Regions from separate parts of the Macaca mulatta genome. Here region 2 is linked to region 1. A link is a contact called in public Hi-C data. All regions are on one chromosome and are shown on one strand. Each heading gives the region's core, a stretch centred on a gene start, on an enhancer-like site or on the middle of the called end of the contact. The rest is flanking DNA. Distances are from core to core; before and after follow the strand shown.

Region 1 (3,295 bases), core at 693-3,192:
GACCAGCCTGAGCAACATGGTGAAACCCCGTCTCTACTAAAGATACAATAATTAGCTGGGCATGGTGGCGGGCACCTGTAATCCCAGCTACTCAGGAGGCTGAGGCAGAAGAAGTGCTGAACCCGGGAGGCGGAGCTTGCAGTGAGCTGAGGTCACACCACTGCACTCCAGCCTGGGCGACAGGGCGAGACTCCATCTCAAAAATAAAATAAAACAAAACAAAATAAAATAAAATAAAATAGTTGTTTTCCTCCTCTCCTACCCTCCCCTCTAGCCAATCTCTGTCCCCTTATGCATTTTTATTGTCCTTATAGCATGTCACTCTCTGAAATGATTTCTTCTTAATTTTATGTGTTGACTGTCTCCTATGAGCACCATAAAGGCAGGGTCACATCCCCCTCATTTACCACTGGAATGGAACAATTCCTGGGCCAGAACAGTGTGCTCAAAAAGCATCTGTTGATCCCTCCAAGAGTCCAGTAACTTCAAGCAAGCTGAGCAGGAAAGAGCACCAACAACTCTCGAGTTGCCAATGGCCAGTTTCAACACCTCAGACAGTGAGGCCCACGGCCGAGCTCCTGCCATTGCATCTGAGGCCTCCAGTGCTAAGGGAAAAGCCCTGGGCCTCTTCCACTTTTGGCCTCCTTCTCTGCTGGGGCTGCCCCACTTTCCACAGGAGTTGGTGACGGGGCACGAGTTGGCCCCGGCAGTCCACGCCCAGAGCCCCGGGCAGGAGAGCACCTTCTCCCTTTCTTGGCCTCACCACCAGGACCGGCAGCTTTTCAATTCCCCCATCTGCAAGACAGGGACAAAGAATGCTTTGTCACCCCACCTACTTCTCACGGGTGTTATGAAACAACTGTTTGCTCGGAAAACACTTTGAGCAACTTGGGGAAAGGTGCCCGGGGCTCAGATGACGCCTGTTGCATTTGATCCAGGCCAAGAAAGTGCTGTGCCAACTAGTCATCCGGTCACCGCCGCACCCCCTGGAGGGGCGGGAGGCACAGCAGCTTCTCCTGTGTCTGCAAGCCTGTGTCACCAAGCCCGCTGGCCATGCTGCGGTCCCAGAATCTGCCCACAAGGTGTGTGCGTGTTCCTGGGGCTGCCTGAGCCGCTGGTTTCAGCAGAATCTGAGCTCTCTATGGGCCTGGACAGTGGCCTCCAAACACCCAACCTACCCTTAGCCAGGAAGAAGGGCCGAGGGTCACCTGGGGTAACCTACCTGAGCTCCTGCCCTGCAGGGCGGGGCTTAGATTTTGCTGCCAGCATCCCGGGCAGGGAGCTGGGAACAAAGGCGTGGTCTTGGCTCCCCAGCCTGGGGAGGGCAGATCGTAACCTGCAGGCAGGCAGGTGCCTCCTGAGCCGACAGCAGTGGCAGCAGCCACCTAGTTACGATGACAACCATACTTGGCCACCATCACTCTGTCCCCAAGAGGGGCCGGCCCCAACCCTGACCACGCAGGGTCCCCCAGGGCTGCCCAAGGTTGAGAACGGAGAAGAACCAAGGCGAAGGCAGGCTGAGGGCCCATGGGCACACCTCCCCTTTGGTCAACAGCTCAGTCTTAGCTTTGGACTGGACATTGGACTCAAAGGTGGGACAGGCCTCTCTCTCTCTCTGCAGCACCCACCCCAGGCTGCTGCTTCAAGATAAACCCTCTCCCTACAGGGGACTTCAGCAAGGCCTTTCGCCGACAGTGCACAGCAGACAGCATGCAGGTTTAATTATAACTCTCTCGCATAGGCAGGGCTGGCTATATACAGTATGTCTGCCTGTTACTAATTATATTTACTTTCAAACGAAGTGGGGGGAGATCTTCTGAAGATGAGTCAGAAAACAAAAAAGCCCTTCGTTGTTATGAAAGCAGGGGAACGTCTCCTGAGAGCGTCTGGAGCAGCGCTGTCACTGCCTGACAGTGGAAAACCTGAGCGCCAAGCCAGCCAACCCGGTAAACACCACATGCTGGCTTTCCTGGCCCAGCGTCCCTTCAAGCCAGAGCCTGAACTGCATACCAAGCCACAGTCGATAGGAAAGGCGTTCTCCCTCCCGGACAGAGCAGCACGTAGAGCCTGGCTGGCTCTTCCTGCAAAGACAGGGCGACTCGGCGATCTGCTGTCACCTTAATTGGGAGGCAGTGTTCCAGTTGAAACACAGCAAAGGTTTTTTCCCTCATCAAAGGAGAAGCATTCTGACCAGATGGCTGAAATGAAAAGGCTTCATCCTCAGCCTCCACACAGCCAACGGTGTTATTAATAACAACACTGCGAATGCCACAAATCACATGCGAACACCTAGAAACCCAAAATAGTCACCACATGCAGAGCAGAAGTCGTCCGCGCTTTGGCGGCGATTAGATCATTGTGCTAATTTCAGCTGGACGCGGCCTCACGCACACGCATGTGGACTCACAGCCGCGTCTGTCTGTGTGTTTGAGGTCTGCAAGTGTGAAGTGCCCGTGGCTGTTTGGGGGGAACTGGTCTCCAGGCCCCACTCAGCCATCAGCTGCCTCCTCTGAGAAGACTGCGTGGGCAGCCCTGCCTCCTCTCCATGCAGACGCCAGAGAGTAAGCCCAGCCGAGGGTGACACATCCGCCCAGGAGAGCCGTGCAAACTCACACTGTTCAGAATGGCTTTTCCAATCGTTTTTTAAACAGCCACACTTGTTTTGTTTGCTTTCTTCCAGGAAGGCTGCACTGTTTTGGAAAAGCAGGGGGAGGACATTTTTTTAAATGAGTTCACTTCCTGAGTCTTTAAAATATTTCCCCGTAGACAGAGTATTGAGAAGCTGTGGCCAGAGGACACAGCGGTCTCAGGTGGGCGGCACCCGGAGTATGAGGATGAGGGCATGTCCCCTGATGCGCGCTCTTCACAAGCCATCCGCAGGGGAACTGAAGTTGGCAACCAGACAGCAACGAAAGAGCCGGGAGAGCGTCCCTTCCCAAACCCCCACCCCACTTCCCATCACCCTCCAAGAAAATGTTTCTAAAGCCAGTTTGGAATTCGGAATGGGTTTTCCTGTTTGTCCAGGCAAGGTTGAATTATGAAATCACACTATTCAAAGGAGAAGAGAAAACATAGATATGAGAGATTAGTCACTGAAGATTTTATTAGGAAGGAATTATGACGTAGACAGCATGAATCAAAGTGCTTTTTCTCAGGCATTATTTTACCCGTTACTCGTGGTCGCCCTGTGAAGCAAATGGTGGTACGCCTATTTCACAGGTAAGGCCCCGAGAGGTGAGGCGGCAATCCCAGGGACCCTCTACCCACTCCCACAGACTAAGTCAGCTTCCCTGCT
Region 2 (3,231 bases), core at 302-2,801, 590 kb before region 1:
TGTGAAGGGTGAATGTGGCTGTGTGCAATAAACTTTATTTACAAACACAGGTGACTAACTGGATCTGGCTTACTGGCTGTAGTTGGCCAACCCTGCTCTAAACAATGCATAATTTTCCATTGAAGCATACATTTTACCCTACAGATACAACAATAAGATGTTGTTACGGGCTGAATTGTGGCTTCCCAAAATTCCTTTGTTAAAGTCCTAACCCCCACTACCTCTGAATGTAACTGTAGTGGGACATGGGGACGTTAAAAGGATGATTAAGGTAAAATGAGGTCATGTTGGTGGGTCCTAACCCAATATAACTGATGTCCTTATAAGAAGAGAAAATTAGGACTGGGCACAGTGGCTCATTCCTGTAATCTCAGCACTTTGGGAGGCTGAGGCAGAAGGATCTCTTGAGCTCAGGAGTTCGAGACCAGCCTGGGCAACATAGTGAGACCTCCATCTTAAAAAGAAGAAGAAGAGGAAGAAGAGGAAGGAGGAGGAGGAGGAGGAGCAGAAGAAATGAAAAGAAAAAGAGAGAAGGCAACTAGGACACGGATTGGCACAGAGGGAAGACCATGTGGTGACACAGAGAGAAGATGACCATCTATAAGCCAAGGAGAGGGGCCTCGGAAGAAACACACCCTGCCAATACATTGGTCTTGGACCTTCAGCCTCCACAACTGTGAGGCAATATAATAGCCCTAGCAAACGAATACAGATGTCTTCCAATTTTAAAAAGATAGCTACATAATCATGGGTCAAGTGAACAGGACGCTACTTTTCCTTAAAATTGTTTTATTAAATGCAATATTGGCAACATACACTTCAAAAGTGGAGATAGGAGGAAGGTTTGGATGTCAAACAAGTTTAGAAACTATAGCAAACTGTAGTTCCTTCTTAGAAATCCACTACATTCTCAGTATGCATAATGCTCCTGAGATATCCTGCAATCACGTCTGTTCAACCTTTGCATAACCCTGACTTTCCCAAACTTTGAATGCCTTTTCAAAAAGAGATACAGTTCTGATGAATAAAACCATTGTTCTTGGAACACACTTTGGAAACACTAGTATGAACAAATTATGAGGCAAATATTCTAAGGATGTAAAGATGTCTGTGGACTGAGCCTTGAGAACTGTGGGATTCAGAAGGCTGGAAGGGAATACACACGTTCCAGGTAGGGGCAAAGGGAAGACTCTCTGTGGCCCGTCATGCGGGGTCATGATGTGGAAAGCAAGGCACAGAGGGGCCAGGCTGCCCAGAGCTGAGTGCTCACATTGCTGTGTGATAGGAAGGCTGGTCCTGAAGGAAGGATCAGTGCCCCCTTGTCAAAGAGAACCTGAGGCTTTCAGTGTCCAATTGTAGGATAAGGAGTGGAATTTGGAACATCTGGCCCTTGGTGTCCTCCTGGTGATCACTTCCAACAGAACTTAAACGCCCACAAAGGGTTCCTTCTATGAAGTCTCTGTCAATGGGGTGAAAGCCCGGATGGTGCGCCCAATGCCAGCCCGAAGCCACCAGATGGCGCGCGGAACCCGCAATGCACGCACGCCAGCCTTGCGTTTGTCCCCGCACTGGCCCCAGGCCTTGGGAAATGTGTCTTTCCCCTGCCTTTTTACACTTTAGGAAGCTCATCTTTAGAGATGCATGTGAAACACCCCCCGCCCCGCACAGCTGTGCTCCTCCTGCCCTTCCCCTCCTGGGACACATCGGCAGCCTTTCCCCGGTCTGAAGAGTTTCCAAGCCGAGGAGTCTCTTGCACGTTTGTTCTACTGGAACTCGAAGCCGGAAGCACTGAGCTTCCATTTTGTAACCCACAATCCCGGTGAAGTACAATCGTTAGGGAAAAAACATCTCAAGGATTGTGTGTTAGGGCAACCTCATTTCTGGCATGAAAACAAGCCCTGCAAACACTCTGTTACTCTGGTGTTCTGACTGCAAACACAGGGGGATGTAAGATTTTTAAGTAATCCCAAACCTCAGCCCTGAAGAGTTAATGATGTTCCTCATGCCACTGGGGCACGAAAGAAAGACTTGCATGTTCGGGTGGTTATGACTTGCCCAGAGCGGTGGAACGAGCCATAAGGCTGAAGGCCAAGGGATTCGGGCCACCCATGCAGTGAAATAATCCCCCAGAAATGCAGAGCCCGGAGTGGAAATGAAAGTAAAGAGAAGAGTCATTCCAGGGCATTGGCTAAACCTGACTAAACCTGACTGATCATCAAGCCTAAAGTTTGCTTGACTCCCGAAACTGCAAATCTCAGATTTGGGATGTACTGCCTAGATACCAGGAAATGACAGAAATCAAGCAGTTGGAACACTGTTCTTGTCCAACTCTGGGTCTTAAGCTCTGTTCTCATTTTCAGTTCCAAAAGCAATGAATAATTAATAAGGTAGTTTTTGAATGGAAAGCACATTTCAATGGATGGGTGATGCTTTCCGAAAGGCCTCTGACAGTTACTGTTTATTTCCTTCTTTCTTTCTCTTTTTGAAATAAAACCATGGAAGTGAAGACTGAAGCAATATTCAAATATACAACATCCCACATGTTTGACCCACCAGAGACTTGCACCAGTAATGAAAAGCAGGATCTAATATCTACCTTGTCACCTACTGTATGCCTCACACTCTGTTCCATGTTTTTATGGAAGTAATGTCTCATTTAATCCTCACAGTCATGGCTCCGTAGTTGGCACTGGCCCAGGTTTTTAGATGAGGACCCTAGTCTCCTATAAGGTTAAGCAGCTCACCCAAAGTCACACAACTAGTAAATTTGAGAATAAGGAATTGGAACTTGGTATATCTGACTTCAAAGCCTCAGTTCCTCTTCCTTTGCCCATGCATTTCACAGACTCATGGGACCTCATGGAGTTAGAAGGGATCTGGGAGGGCATTTGGATGAATGTTCTAAATAATACATGAATCTCTTTTCCAGCATTCTCTGTAAGTTGAAAGCTAAACAAGTGTGAATGTGCCTGAAATCAAAAGCTGAAGCCGAAAAAGAAGTCAGAGCAAGACTTCAGAATTCAGATAGAGGGCCTAAAATACATGTAATAGATTTTGGTCCTATTTTCTCTAAAAGTGGGACAGATGTATATATTTAAGTCTGTGAGACGACCAACAGTGCACCTAAGGAATGAGTCCAGAATGTTGTTCTCTTAGCCCAGCTCAAAGGGGAATAGTTGAAGAAAAATGACTAGGGAAAGAAGGCACGTGTTGGTATGGATGGGATGCCTG

What was found. Hi-C and Micro-C count contacts between places; a contact is called where the count stands out from the background.
Region 2: a Hi-C map of fibroblasts shows a contact between it and region 1, with 4 times the contacts expected there. The contact joins two enhancer-like sites. A contact is called at or near these places in 6 of 14 Hi-C or Micro-C datasets (CD4 T cells, blood, fetal cortex germinal zone and 3 more).

Annotation. Positions count from the first base shown.
Region 1 is chr1:13,992,973-13,996,267 of T2T-MMU8v2.0, reverse strand. It overlaps LOC144340223 (a long non-coding RNA gene), which reads right to left. Exons shown (of 2, transcript XR_013416018.1): 2 at 3,079-3,295. Among named protein-coding and RNA genes, the nearest start is that of TOMM20, 57 kb to the right of the region's middle. Within about 2 kb of position 1,942, at least 18 of the 40 cell types and tissues checked have an H3K27ac peak or open chromatin away from gene starts, as enhancers often do.
Region 2 is chr1:14,580,106-14,583,336 of T2T-MMU8v2.0, reverse strand. No RefSeq gene overlaps it. Among named protein-coding and RNA genes, the nearest start is that of TARBP1, 20 kb to the left of the region's middle. Within about 2 kb of position 1,551, at least 11 of the 40 cell types and tissues checked have an H3K27ac peak or open chromatin away from gene starts, as enhancers often do.